Regions from separate parts of the Sus scrofa genome. Here regions 2 and 3 are each linked to region 1. Evidence: chromatin contacts called from public HiChIP or PLAC-seq data. All regions are on one chromosome and are shown on one strand. Each heading gives the region's core, a stretch centred on a gene start, on an enhancer-like site or on the middle of the called end of the contact. The rest is flanking DNA. Distances are from core to core; before and after follow the strand shown.

The links. HiChIP or PLAC-seq counts read pairs in DNA pulled down with a chosen protein or histone mark.
Region 2: a contact with region 1 is called in an H3K27ac HiChIP or PLAC-seq map of alveolar macrophages. The contact joins the promoter of BRCA1 here to the promoter of AOC2 in region 1. A contact is called at or near these places in 3 of 47 Hi-C or Micro-C datasets (embryonic fibroblasts, liver and skeletal muscle) and 1 of 2 datasets of contacts at active chromatin or transcription factors (alveolar macrophages).
Region 3: a contact with region 1 is called in an H3K27ac HiChIP or PLAC-seq map of alveolar macrophages. The contact joins the promoter of RPL27 here to the promoter of AOC2 in region 1. A contact is called at or near these places in 2 of 5 promoter capture datasets (fetal liver and liver), 2 of 47 Hi-C or Micro-C datasets (embryonic fibroblasts and skeletal muscle) and 2 of 2 datasets of contacts at active chromatin or transcription factors (alveolar macrophages and skeletal muscle).

What each region holds. Positions count from the first base shown.
Region 1 is chr12:20,025,094-20,030,024 of Sscrofa11.1, reverse strand. It overlaps AOC2 (retina-specific copper amine oxidase), which reads left to right and starts at 2,058. Exons shown (of 4, transcript XM_003131393.4): 1 at 2,058-4,361. The coding sequence starts at 2,777. It also overlaps a transcript of PSME3 not described here.
Region 2 is chr12:19,785,070-19,790,000 of Sscrofa11.1, reverse strand. It overlaps BRCA1 (breast cancer type 1 susceptibility protein), which reads right to left and starts at 1,914. Exons shown (of 24, transcript XM_021066931.1): 1 at 732-1,914. It overlaps NBR1 (next to BRCA1 gene 1 protein), which reads left to right and starts at 987. Exons shown (of 21, transcript XM_005656955.3): 1 at 987-1,915.
Region 3 is chr12:19,892,103-19,897,033 of Sscrofa11.1, reverse strand. It overlaps RPL27 (ribosomal protein L27), which reads left to right and starts at 2,832. Exons shown (of 4, transcript NM_001097479.1): 1 at 2,832-2,914; 2 at 3,454-3,623; 3 at 4,509-4,619; 4 at 4,734-4,824. The coding sequence starts at 2,834. The coding sequence ends at 4,782.

The DNA.
Region 1 (4,931 bases), core at 809-3,308:
CCCGTCCTAATTTCTGGAGTACTCCAGGTTTGTGTGCGCAGGATGTTGGCACAAGTTTACTTGTGTTTTCTCTCCCCACTTCCCTTCTGTGTCTTGGGCTTTATGTTTTCTTCCCTTTGATGTTCAGTTGGTTAGAAGTTGAGGGAACTTGAAGGAAAGTGCTAGGTATTTTGTAGGAACTGGGGCTGGATGGGGGAACCAGCTTCTCTCTTCCTGATGGCAGGTTAGTATCTCTTGCCTCTGTGGGACATTGGATCCTCCCTGCCACAGTTGCCCTGGTGATGACTTAGGGTTTCCCATCCACATACATGACACCTTGAACCTGATCACGACAAGAAACACCTTAGACCTTCTGCCAAGTCCCTAGCTCCTTCAGATATTTTTATAAGTAGGATTTTCACATACACAGATGTGCATCTCACACACACACACACGTACATGCGCGCCCTCCGACTCTGTTACTTGATGCCTCCCCCACTCTGCCCCACCCACAGACCTTGTCTGTCAGTCTGTCTGTGTCTCACACACACATACACCGTTCAGAAGGTGATAGTTGTTTAAGTCCTTATCTGCTGGGACCCATTGTCTCCTGACATTAGCCTCTTGGTGCTTGAGGCTGGTGGGTTGGAAGACAGCTGAGAGATGAGAAGCAGAGGGAGTGGGGAAGGCCCCTTCCTCTGTGACTCGGGTCCTTTTGGACGAGTTGAAATTGGTGTGGGGGTGACCAGAAGCTGCTGCTCCTACTGGGCTTTCCCGTTGGGAAAAATGTTTCTCTTATTTATAGTGTTGTGCTTCCAGGGAAAGCAGTCACTTGTATGTGTATGTGTGTGCATGCACACGTAGGCATGTACACGTTGTGTGTATGTGGACATCTGTTGGGCAAGTCAAAACCATAGAAGAGTTGCCTCTTATCTCTCGAATCGTCTGGAGATATCACTTGTTACAGCTTTTGTGTTGACCCTCATCAACCCCCACTTTTTTATTCTCACCACTGGAGAGAGAGTCTGTCGGTGACTCTCTCGGTGTCTAATTCTGACTTTTATTCTTTGTCTTGTCTCTGTCTTCCAACCTCCAATCATATTTCCACCTGGATGCATCATCTTTACTCCCAGTGCGCTGTAGAGAAGGAGTTCGGGTGTGGTCTTCCCGTGAATAGTACTCAGTAACAAACCAATTGCATTTTAGTTGGGCAGTGCTCCTACCCACCCTCAGACCCCTTTCAACGAAAACCCTCCCTTCCTCCCAACATGTGTTTCTCAGTTTCCCTTTTTGTTTGTTGGATTGTTCTAGTGCCCCTGCTCCCCACCTTACCACCCTTGGATCGTAATGTAAAATTCTTTTACCATGTCAAGAAATTATTAAAAATACAGGTACTTTGACCTCTTTCTAAAGCCGCAGACCCTGATGCGATGCTCTGGTGGCCAGGGACACACCCGTACTCTGTGCACATTGGGATACTCACCTCCATGTGTATACCTCCAGCCGCCCTATGGGGTGTCTTTATACCATTTGAGCTGCCTCTTTTCTTGGGAATAATGGAAAGATGGAGGCTTCTGCCTCCCAAGAGGCAAGGGTGGGTCCTTCATTTGTGTTCAGGCTGAATCACATGAAAGTTAGCTCTTCCCAGACCTAAGCTGCCTTCTACCCTCACAAGACCCCAGCTCCTTCCTTCCTTCTCCAGCGATACCCATGAACTGCCAGTAGAGGCTGCTCTAGATCCGTGCGTGGGGAATCACCCGGTTCAAGGCACAACCTACTCGGTCATTTCCTTTACTTTATACTAATACTTCCCTTCGAATAATGTCTTAAGTTTCTTGAGGTGATGCCAGGGACCCCTGGTTTTGGTTTTCAAATGACTTGGAGGGCTGTCTAGGACCCTAGCTCCCTCTGAAATAAAGTTTCTTCAACTTCCACCTTGCAAAGTAGCGTTCTCATATCCGATGATCTGGTACCCATTGTCTCTGCAGAAAAAGATTTAGGGTCTTGAACAATGGAGGTTCATCTGCTCTGTTCTGTTTCAGAGATCGCTGACAATTTTTGAACCTCCCCTGTGGCAGGCGCTAAGCATTCTGGGCATGATCACATTTACTTTTCATGAATCTCTGGGGAAGTTTTATCCCTTCTTTATAGGTGAGGACACTGAGATTCATGATAAGTAATGCCCTTGAGATCACACAGCTTAGGAACCCACGATTGGTGTACAGGTCTGACTGCTGCGCCTAGGCCTTCGCTGCTCCTTTCCCACCAACTACATGCAAGTGGTCTGAGACTACAAATCAAGGGCTTGGCCTTAGGCAGCTGGCAGAACACAGTGCTTACCGCTGAACTGGGCAGTGGATCCTGGAAATGTTGGGGGTAGTGCCTGCCAGGAGGTAGGAAAATGGACAGAGTGTCTGCATGTAGCACCCAGGACTTGACTGGGCACCTGAGATTTGCATTCTTCCTCAGACCCATTCAGGGTGGAAAGTAGAGTTTAGCGTATATACAAATGCCCTCTAATCTGGTCTAAATAATAGTGATGGGTACTGACCATGCTGCTGGGAGGAGTTCAGGGGGAGGAGAGAGGCTGTGCACGTGGAAGGAATACCTTGAGCCAAACCACAGAACAGAAAATTGGAGCAGAATGATATAAATCAAGGTCAGAATTTTCCTGTCCAACCCACAGGGCGGAGTTTTCTCTATTCCTCTCCATCCCACTGCATATAAACTGGGATTTGATGTCAGTAACTGGAAGGAGCTGCTGGTAGGCCTCTCATTTCAGCTCTCAGCTTTCACCATGAACCTCAAGGTAGTCCTCGTGTTGCTGGCACTGTCCCTCATTACCATCTTTGCTCTGGCCTATGTCTTGCTGACCAGCCAAGGTGGCTCCAGCCAGCCTCCCCACTGCCCCTCTGTATCCCACAGTGCCCAGCCCTGGACACACCCTGGCCAGAGCCAGCTGTTTGCAGACCTGAGCCGAGAAGAGCTGACGGCTGTGATGAACTTTCTGACCCAGAAACTGGGGCCAGGCCTGGGGGAGGCCGCCCAGGCCCGACCCGCAGACAACTGCATCTTCTCAGTGGAGCTGCAGCTGCCCCCCAAGGCGGCAGCCCTGGCCCACCTGGACAGGGGGAGTCCCCCGCCTGCCCGGGAGGCCCTGGCCATCATCTTCTTTGGCGGACAACCCCAGCCCAATGTGACCGAGCTGGTGGTGGGGCCGCTGCCCCAGCCCTCCTACGTGCGGGATGTGACTGTGGAGCGTCACGGAGGCCCCCTGCCCTACCACCGACGCCCCGTGCTGGGAAATGAGTCCGCCCAGATGTGGAAGCATTTGAAAGAGGTGGAGCTCCCCAAGGCACCAGTCTTCCTGGCTTCTGTCTGCAGCTACAATGGCTCCAATTTGGCAGCTCTGCATGCCACCCCTCGTGGCTTACGCTCAGGGGACCGTGCTACCTGGATGGCCCTCTACCATAACATCTCAGGTGTTGGGATTTTTCTTCATCCTGTGGGGCTGGAGCTCCTGCTGGACCACAGGGCTCTGGACCCTGTCCGCTGGGCTGTCCGGCAGGTCTTCTACCTTGGGCGCTACTATGCCGACTTGGGCCAGTTGGAATGGGAGTTTAAGGCTGGCCGGCTGGAGGTGGTTAGAGTTCCTCTACCCCTGCCAGATGGGGCCTCATCCCTGCGGTCCCGGATCTCCCCCGGGCCTCTTCCCCCTCTTCAGTTCTCACCCCAAGGCTCCCGGTACAGTGTACAAGGGCACCTGGTGGCATCCTCCCTCTGGACATTTACATTTGGCCATGGGGTGTTCAGTGGCCTGAGGATTTTTGATGTTCGGTTCAAGGGCGAGCGAGTGGCCTATGAAGTTAGTGTCCAGGAATGTGTATCCATCTATGGTGCCGATTCACCCAAGACAATGATGACCCGATACCTGGATAGCAGCTATGGACTTGGCCGTCACAGCCGGGGCTTGGTGCGGGGAGTGGACTGCCCCTATCAGTCTACCATGGTGGACATCCACGTGTTAGTGGGCAGAGGGGCAGTCCAGCTGCTCCCAGGGGCTGTGTGTGTATTCGAGGAGGCCCAGGGGGTACCCCTCCGAAGGCACCACAATCACCTTCAGAGTCATTTCTATGGTGGTTTGGCTGGCTCAGCCCTTGTAGTCAGGTCTGTATCCTCCGTAGGCAACTATGACTACATTTGGGACTTTGTATTGCACCCAAACGGGGCACTTGAAGGGCGGGTCCGTGCCACGGGCTACATCAACACAGCTTTCCTTAGCGGAGAGGAGAGCCTCCTCTTTGGGAACCGAGTAGGGGAGCGAGTGCTGGGGGCGGTGCACACACACGCCTTCCACTTCAAGCTGGACCTGGATGTGGCAGGTGAGTACCCAGGGGATGAGACTTGGGAACAGCGGTGGGCCAGAGGGAAGGGAGGCCCCCCCGCCACGTGAAGCTCAAAGTGGCAAGAGGGCGGCATTTCAGCACTGCAGTTGCGGCAAAAGCAGGGACTGATTGGAATGAAATGAGCCTGAGGTACTGGGCTTACGGTTATTTGACAAAAGTTAGAGAGGCTTCCCCTGCCCAGCCGCTCCGACCTGCTGTGATTGTGGGACTAAATGCAGCGGCTGCGCTGGGCTAGCCAGCCTCCTTAGCCCGTCTGTGGGTGGTGAACTTGCCCTGTCTGAGGCTGGGGTTGGGGCTCTGAGTTCTTCCTAATTCTGAGAGTCACCGGAAGTGGGAAAAGCGGGGGCCTGAGACAAAGATAGGACACAGTCTGTCTAAAGAGGTTTTCGGCGTGGAGGTGGTCCTGGCACCTGAGAAAAGGAGGTCCTAGCTGGAGGCTGCTCTATAGGATCTCAGACCACTGGGGACACAGGATAGGGGCCCCATCCTCCGGGGAAGCCAGCTCATTCCTGTCTGCACATGTCATGACAGTGGGCTCTCTGGTGA
Region 2 (4,931 bases), core at 665-3,164, 240 kb after region 1:
TTGTCTTTTTTGTAAATAAGAGTATTTAAATTCACCATTTTTTCACATCTAGCCTCCAACCACTTAGTTTCGGTTTTTCCTTTCTCCAAGAAAAGGAAAGCCACGGGGGGTGGGGGGGGGCCGGGAGGTGAGTGGTGATAGCCTCCTACTTCTTCAATCATCCTGAATGTTTTCTTTTTTCTCTCTTAAAATCAAAATCAACGCTCCCCACCCCTTCCCTAGTGTTTCCCACTGGCCTGCACTCATCTCAAGATCGTCTTCAGGCACATCCATTCCAGCAGCGTCTGTGCCTAGGGAAGCTCGCCCCTCCACTTCCTTCTTGTTCCTCCTCAGAAACGCATATGAATCCAGTTCTTAAGGGCTCTCCTTCTCATAAAATCCTGTCTCCTCCTCTTCCCAAATTACTGCCCCCCTTTTTTTCCTTAGGATCCCCTTCTCCCACAGTCTACTTATACCATGGTGTCCCCATTAAGACCCATTCCAGTTCCTACCAAGATCCCCCCTCGAACACACCCTGCCCCTCCCTTATCCTCAGCGCACCCCCCCGATCCTGCGACCCACAAAGTTCCCCCCTCCTCTTCATTTCCCCAGACTCAACGTTTTAGGCTTCTCAGATTCCATCTTCCGCCTGCCCCTTGCCAGATAACACCCATCTTGCTCGGCAGCTCTCTCCATACCTGTTTATTCGCCTGTCCCCAGAAACTCCTCTCCCTTCCCCAGGGCTCTCTCACCTTTACTCAGGGCAAAGCGCCCGGGATTCCCGGGCCTAGAGGCCCAATTCTCTGAAAAGCCCCCCGACCGTCCTCGGTCTTGAAAACACAAGCCGCGCAGTCGCAGTTTCAATTAATCTGTAATTCCCGCGCTTTCCTGTTGCCACGGAAACGCCATCGCGGAGCGTGAGCCTTTCAGAATGCGAGAACTAAACAGGTTACGGAAGGGCGGAGCTGAAAGAGCCGAGTCCCTCGGGGCTCCCGATTGGTCATCCATTCTTTCCCCGCGTTGCGTAATTAGAAAGGGACGGAAGACAACGAATTCTCCCGGAGTTTTCCAGTAGGCGTCCACCCCCTCACCTCTAGGCTTGGAGTTGCGACTTATTACGTCACAATGATTGCTGTACTAGAGTCGGAACCACTGCGTGAGTATGGAAAACAAGCGAGAGTAAGTGCTTAAAACAGTCACAGGAAGAGGCCGGTACCCTCACTCTTTCCTCCACAATGGACGTCTCCAGTTTAGGTAAATAATTGTGGAGGGAAAAAACTACCATTTCCAGCATGCATTGCGCATCGAAAGGTCTTGGCCACAGAGTTCCTAGGAAACTGTAGTCTTAAGGAGAGGAGCTTCCGACAGAGGAAGCGGGCAGGCTTCTGACGACAACCCAGTTGATAAATTGAAGAGCTCTGCTGCGCTTATGCACTCAACAGATATGGATTGGAACGTTGTGTTTTGCTATCTTGAGAGCGGAGAATAGGCTAAAGAACCTACAAGTCCTAGGAAGACTACAATTCCCATCCAGCCCCGCGAGTCTCCAGCAAGTCATCTTATAAGGTCGGTGACCTAAGGGAACACTTCGGGCGCAGCTTTTACCTGGGAAAAGGAAATCCGCCAGTGTCCAGGCTCCGGCCCACGGCTGCGCACTGGTAGTTCCGCCCCTTTGCCCCAGTGTTTGTTATTGTTGTGAGGATCAGGGCGCTCCTGCCCCGCCCCCGCCAGCGCATCTTCGACCAATCAATCGGGTGGTGGTTTTGAGGGACAAATGGCAAGAACCAATCATCTTGTTGGACACTCAGAGCAACAGGGGACTAGGCCCTGTCTCTCTCCGCCATGTTAGATTTATCCCGTAGGGATAGCAGCAGAGCTGGCAGTGAACTGTCCCTACGCTGGTCTCCGGCAGGCGCCCCCCGGGGGCGGAAAGCTGGTAAGGAAGAAGCTGCGGTTGCCTAGGGTGGTGTCACGTCGCCCTGAGGGTGCTTGGGGAAGTTCAAGGAGGGAGTCCTGCAAAGAAGAGGGGCGACTTTTTCCATGTCTGGGGCAGCTGATCTTTTCAGTGACCGGATGGGAGAGCCGTTTGAGGGGGCCGAGGAGGCGGATACCACCGGAGGGTTGAAGGGTCCATGGTTCAGAACGCCTGGGTTCTGCTGGAGGACGCCAAGACTCCCCAGCACAAAGAAGGCCTAAGCAAAGAAAAGGAAAGAGAGTCCTTAGGGGGTGGTGACACTGCCTGGGGGACATGGAGTGATAGGAAATGATAACTGGACCACTAGGAGGAAGTCTGCAAGGAAAAAAAAAAAAATGACACTACCCACACAGTCTCTTCATTCCTCCTCACCCCACTTTTGGGGAAACTCATAAAGAAGTCTCCTTGGTCAGGGACCTCCGGTGGAAAGGCACCGTTTTATCTTTTTATTGAACATGCAGTTTTCAGGTGACACGTTTTAACTAGGATAGCTTGTACAGGCCTCATTTGGAGACAGTAATCAAAGCTCAGCTTCCCAGGTCAGCCTTATTAAAGAGATTTTTGATATCCCAGAAAAATCGACAGGAAAAGCTTTGTGCCAGGCAAAGGTGAGCCAATAGCATGAACTTGAAATAATTCCAGTTAATGAAAGCTGAAGGCCTGAGCCCCAGCTACCTGACTTTACCTACTACAGAGACAGATGGTGTTAACCATAGCCTAGATATTTCCACAAGTTCAAGATTAGTGCTCTTGCTGAAAGCATTTTCACATACAAGGCGAAACAAAAATAGGCAGCTCTTTATGAAGACCTGGATGTGGTCCAGCTAAACTAGAATCTCCCACTTCCTGTTTTCTCCTCATCCCCCGCCAACCAGCTGGATGAGCACCAAAGTATCTAAACTAATTTCCAATTGTGTAATTTGAGAAAAGGGGAAGAATATGTTTCCTTCTGGATTCTCAAAAGTGTGAGAGTGAGTTTTTCATAAGTTGAAAAGTGAGAATGTGTTTTAGGATATTCACTTTTGGTGGAATGAATCAGTCACTTAATCGCTCTGATTTTTTGCTGAAGATTCTGGGGACTTGGCAGGAATTCTGTCCAAATCTTAAGGACCCCAAGAATTGCATTTTATATGAATGAAATACTATATGTCAACAGGATTGGTGCTAGAAACTATTTTGTTGGTGAACTTGGCTCTAGGTAGAGATAAAGAATAGAAAAGGTTGGGGGAGATTGTCTTTGGATTTAAAAAAAAACTCTGATCCATCAGAGAGTTCAAGGTCATTTTTAATGACAGTCTCAGTTGTATTGTTTCACAGGGCAGTTCCTTATACTGTGGAAAACAGGACTGTTTTAAGTTCTGAAGACTGATTCATCATCATGGTAACTTTTACGTTTGCGTACCGTTTTCAAAGAGCTAGCATACACATTTTTATTTGATCCTTGTGATTACATTGTGAGGTTGGCAAAACACAGATCTTAGACCTATTTTACAGATTAAAGAGCTGAAGCTCAAAGGTTAAATGACTTGCTCACACTTGTATGGCTAGTAATATGCCAGAACTGGGTCTGGAACCCAACTCTCCTAAACCCCTGTGCTCCTCCCATCCCACCCCGTTACAGTATATAAACTCCTGAGACTTAATCTTCTTCCTTTCCAATGTCCTGTGCCTGGAGCATAACCTGGCTCTTTGTAGATGCTTATTCAAGCTTTGTTGATGAATATGTTTAAAAGCTGGCCCTTTTCACTGCAACTTCTTATGTTTAGATTTAAACAAATGATTTTTTTCATAAAGTCATAAAAACAACCAATCTAACAACCCATTAGTAAACAAAATCCTTAAAATTCTTACCTTTTTTTTGGTCTTTTTAGGGCTGCACCCTGTGGCTTATGGAGATTCCCAGGCTAGGGGTCCGATCGAGCTGTAGCTGCTGGCCTTGCCACAGCCACACGGGATCCGAGTTGCATCTGCAACATACACCACAGCTCACAGCAACACCAGATCCTTAACCCACTGAGTGAGGCCAGAGATCAAACCCGAAACCTCATGGTTCCTAGTCGGATTTGTTTCCACTGAGCCACAATGGGAACTCCCTAAACTTCTTATCTTTTAGAGGTAAATACTCAATTATTTTATGTATGCAATGAGGCTGTCAAAATAATCCAGTAAGAAAGGGCATTGCTGTAACAAGATTAGCCCTGAGTTGATGATAATTATGGAAGGTAGTTGATGGGTCCATAGGAGTTCATTGTGTATTAGTCTCTCGTCTTTTGTAAAGGTTTGAATTTTCCCATAATGATTAGATTTTTAAAATTAGATTATTATAGTTTTGTTAAACATTAGTTGACTACATTCAATCCAGACTGGGTGGGGGGGGAATGGAAAGGTATGGATGACTGAGGGTAGCTTTGAGTTGATTGTTGTAGTTAGATGTTCATTATTCTCCACTTTAATGTGTCTTGAAATTCTCCATAAAAGAAGAAAAGCAGACTGAAAAAAAAGAAACACAGTTCATGAAGGATGAAGTGTGTTGAATGCTACTACCCCTGTGTAGTTTCTTGGCTAGTGTTTCAGCCTCTAAACTGTTAAAATTGATCTAATAGAGAGCCTGAGTTGCTCAATTGAGGAAAAGGCTGTTTTTCCAAGAAAATGTAGAACATCCCGCTTTCAAATTTTAGGAATGTAAATTCCCCAAGGGTAGAGACCTAATCTTATTCATCTTGGTATCTTACTTCTAGTAAATATATAACAGTAAATATTAATTAAGCAGTCATTATGAAGTCACAAAATCCTAAAGGATTTTACAAATGTTAGATGATTTCTGTGATGTGGCCAAAACATACATTCTCTCTGCAAACATATAGCAGTGAGATTTGTTTTAAAACACCCACTAAGACTGTAAATAGCAGAAGAGCAGGAACATTATCTTCTCAGCTACTGCTGTGTCCTCCTAGCCTAGCCTGTATTAGTTCCTCAA
Region 3 (4,931 bases), core at 1,583-4,082, 130 kb after region 1:
AAAAAAAATTCATAGGATTTAGTTGCTGGCTTGATTTGAAGAGTTTTAGTATGAGAGAAGAGTTCAAGACAATAAGATTTCAGGGTTTGGTTTCTATTTTCCAAGAGAGAAACCAAAAGAGGCAGAAGCAGATCAGGAGGCTGAGAGAAGACAATGGAGGTGGAAGAGGCCAGGGTCGTGTGGCGGGGTGGGAAAAGCACCAGCTTGGGAATGGGGGGACCCTGCTCTGCGCCACCAACTCTGACTTTGCTGCTCTAGAACTGTCCTCTCATCTTTGAGAGGACAGAGAAGCTGATCTCTGAGGTCCTTTCCAACTCTGAAATATCTTCCAAATGAAAGCAGAAACCATTTTCACTGACTATAGGACTCTAAGTACATAGTTAGGGTGATAAACCATTGAAACAAGGTCCTGAGAGCTGCAGGGGTAACTGGTCCCTGGAGAGCCTCAAGAAGAGAAATGATGAAACCTTGATTGTTCCCACAACTTGCCCAAGACCAATCCTATAGATTTGTCAGTGTTCAGATGAGCATAAACTGTAAGATGGTTTCTCTTTCTTTTTAACTCGGAAGACACCTAAAAAACCATCTAGTAAACCAGCTATAATGGAAAAAAATAGAAATCATTAAAGAAAATAAGTTCAGGGAGTTCCCGTTGTGGCGCAGTGGTTAACGAATCGACTAGGAACCATGAGGTTGCGGGTTCGGTCCCTGCCCTTGCTCGGTGGGTTAAGGATCCGGCGTTGCCATGAGCTGTGGTGTAGGTTGCAGACGCGGCTCGGATTCCGAGTTGCTGTGGCTCTGGCGTAGGCTGGTGGCTACAGCTCCGATTAGACCCCTAGCCTGGGAACCTCCATATGCTGTGGGAGCGGCCCAAGAAATGGCAAAAAGACAAAAAAAAAAAAGTTCATAATAACATCTGAAAAAAAAAAAAAAAACATCTAATAGAGCACAGACCATGGCTGCCAAGTGGGAGGAGGGAGGGAGTGGGATAGATTGGGAGTTTGGAGTTAGTAGATGCAAACCATTACATTTAGAATTGATAAACAGCAAAGTCTTACTGTATAGAACAGGGAACTACATCCAATCTGGGATAGACCATAATGGAAAAGAATATAAAAGAATGTAGGGAGTTCCACTGTGGCTCAGTGGTAATGAACCCTACTAATATCCATGATGATGTGGGTTTGATCCCTGACCTCGATCAGTGGGTTAAGGATCCCGTGTTGCTGAGAGTTGCAGTATAGGTCTCAGACATGGCTCACATCTGGCATGGCTATGGCACAGGCCAGCAGCTGCATCTCTGATTCAACCTCTAGTCTGGGAACTTCTATGTGCCATAGGTTTGGCCCCTAAAAAGCAAAAATAAGAGAAATGTATACAGTTTTGATCCCTGGCCTAGGAACATATGCATGCCTCAGGTATGGCCAAAAAAAAAAAAAAGGAATGTGTATATGTACATATAATTTGCTGTACAGCAGAAATTGGCACAACATTGTAAATCAACCACACTTTAATTAAAAAAAAAAGAACCATCTAAGAACACTCTTCCAGGAGTTCCCTTGTGGTGCAATTGGTTAAAAGATCCTATGTCCTCACTGCAGCAGCTTGGGTCCCTGCTGCGGTGTGGGTTCAGTCCCTGGTCGGGGAACTTTCACATGCCAGCAGGTGCGGCCAAAAAATAAATAAAATTAGGTTTTTAAAAAATAAACACTTCCAATGAGTGATGGGAATACCTAAGATGCAGAGTTGTGAGAATTAAAAAGGCAGTTGACCTACCTAAAGTGCCTAGCATCTTGCTTGACACAGAGTAGGTGCTCAGTTTGGGGACGGGGTAAACAGCATGGGCTCGGGAAGACTGCTTGAGTCTGCGTCCCCAGCTTGATCACTTACTAACTGTGCATTTGGGGCAAGTTACTTAACCTCTCTAAGCCAAAGGATCTTCAACAGGAGAATGGAGATAACAGTGCTTCATCTCCTAGTGTTGTTATGAGGATCAAAAGAGATAACATATGTAAATAAGCTGGGTCTGACACAAGGTATACAGCTGCTGGCATCACCGTAAAGTCCTTCATCTCTCTCTCCTATTCTAGTCCGTTATGTCTCTGACATCAGTAGACTTTAAATGTTGAAGGCAAGTACTCTGATTCGATTGATTTTCGTCTCTCCCTCCTTAGCCTGACAGGGCACACAGTTGGCACTATGAATGTCCCATTTCGTTCCCGACTCTTCCAAGGCAAAAAGGTAAATTTCAAACTGCGCCTCCCCCACCTCCTAGCGCCACACAAAGGAACTACTGGCAGGGGGACGGTGGACAGCTGCCTTTCGGTAAAAGCCTTCCGAGGGAGGCACAGCTCCTTTGCCCTGTCTACTGCTGCAGCTGCTAATAAAGTTTGTTTTGAATAAATAGGCTGCCAAGCCTTCCTATTCCCTTAAGAGCTTCTTCCGCCCTCAACACGGATTCGGAGCGCTACGCATGGGGCGGGAGCGAAGCCTGAGGGGCGGGACAGGAAGTGAGATCACCCTCCGCGGGGTGAAAGGTTAGCGGAAGTACTCTTTCTTCCTTTCCGCTGTATCCCCGAGTGGTCGCTGCTGGTGAGTAGAGGTTTGGGTAGGGTTTCCCAATCCGCCGCCATCCGCGGCCTGGGGGTCGACTTGGGGGTTGGTGTCGACACTTTCTGTCCCTTGGGGTCTGGCGGCTTCGTTCCGGATCCTGTCCTGCGAGCACGACCCGCAAGCGGCCTGAGCTGAGGCGACAGTGAGCGCAGCCTGAAGTTCGGGCCCACCGCTTGAACTTGCGGATTCCTGAGCGACTCCTTCTCCTTCCTCTGCAGAAATGGGCAAGTTCATGAAACCCGGGAAGGTGGTGCTGGTCCTGGCTGGTCGCTACTCCGGACGCAAAGCGGTCATCGTAAAGGTACTAGCCTGTGCGCCCTCTTATCCCGGGGATCGGTGAGGGGAGGGTAGAGGGGCTGCAGCTTGGAATTTGAGGCTTAGTTTGGAGCCTTACCCACTGAGCATTGCGAGTTAAGGGATGGAGGTGAATACATGGGAGCTTTTGAGAGAGAAAGTTGCAAAGTAAAAAGTAGGAGTTGAATGGGGCAGCAACGCATCTTGTATCCAAAGGTTTTAAGTAGCAATAATGGCCAGCGTGTTAGGTGCTGCAGCTGGCAAGGAATTGTTTCATAGTCAAAATAGTCACTTAGCATCTTCCTGGTAGGAATGATTGATACCACCCTTATTGCTATTACTCTTTGGGTATATACTACTATAGCACTTAAATGTTAGCTTTGTATGGTTTTTATAATAGTGGGTCTTAGAGACTTATGGGGTGGGGTTATTCTTTATCCACGCCCTACATCTAGCTCAGGGTGTAAATAGCAATGACGAAGTAATTCTTTTTTTTTTTTTTTTTTAAGTAATTATAAATAACAAATGTACTCCTTGCTCAATCAGAACATTGATGATGGCACCTCAGACCGACCCTACAGCCATGCTCTGGTGGCTGGAATTGATCGCTATCCCCGCAAAGTGACAGCTGCCATGGGCAAGAAGAAAATTGCCAAGAGATCAAAGATTAAGTCTTTTGTGAAAGTTTATAATTATAATCACCTCATGCCCACAAGGTGAGCATTTCAAGAATGGGAATGAAAGTGACTTTTTCTACCTTTTCCCTTTCTCTGGCCGGCTGAGTAAGGAGACACCCTTATAGCCACTCCAGTGTAGGGAGGAGACATCATCTTCAATTTGTCCCCTTGGCTGTGGTTTCCAGTTGTCTAGAGACTTGCCTGACTTGGCCAAGCTGGATCGAAAAATCTCTTCCTGTCTTGATCTAAGTGTTGAGTAAAGATTCTTCCATTTCTTTCCAGCCACAGTAAACTCAGACATAGGATCTGAATTGCCCTCTTCCACGCAAGGATAGTAGTTATTAGAGGGTAGGTACTTGTGAAAAATCAAGAATGAAGTTTTTCAGTGGCTTGACTCGATGTAAATGAATTTATTAAAATTGGGTGTTTCCAAAGAACATCATCAGGACTTTAGCAGTTTTTTGTTTTGTTTTGTTTTTCCCTTTTTGGCCGCACGTGAGGCATGCCTAAGTTCTGGGCCAGGGATCAATCCCATACCACAGCAATGACCCAAGTGCTGCAGTGACAACACTAGATCCTTAACCCACTTAGCCACAAGAAAACTTGTTGGGGGTGGGGTGTTTTTTGTCTTTTTAGGGCCACACCCACGGCATGTGGAAGTTGCCAGGCTAAGGGTCTAATCGGAGCTATAGCTGCGGACCTAGCCAGAGCCACAACAATGCTGGACCTTTAACCCACCGAACGAGGCCAGGGATTGAACCACAACCTCGTGGTTCCTAGTCGGGTTTGTTAACCACCGAGCCACTATGGGAACTCCAGCAGTTTTTGATAATAGTTCCTGTGGAGTCAACCAGTGTCCCATGGTGGGGATAGTGAGAGCTTTGGCAGCATATGGGCTGCTCCTACCTCTGCCATTGTCCCCAGGTACTCCGTGGATATCCCCTTGGACAAAACTGTTGTCAATAAGGATGTCTTCAGAGACCCTGCACTCAAACGCAAGGCCCGACGAGAGGCCAAGGTCAAGTTCGAGGAGAGGTAAGTCGGCTTTGGTGGTGAATGATGGGATATAGTTTCACTGTTCTCCGTGAAGATAATTTTGTCTTAATGTCATTCCTCACCTCACTGGTGTCCCTTTTTCCCCCCTTCTAGATACAAGACCGGCAAGAACAAATGGTTCTTCCAGAAGCTGCGGTTTTAGGTCTGTCTTATTTCGGTCATTAAAATTAAAAAAAAGAAAATATCCCTGTGTCTGCCTGCTTCTTGTATTACTAGACTGGGAAAAAAACATTCATACAGTGAGAGACCTTGGGTGGTAGATCCAGGGATGTGGTAAAATACCAAAGCTAA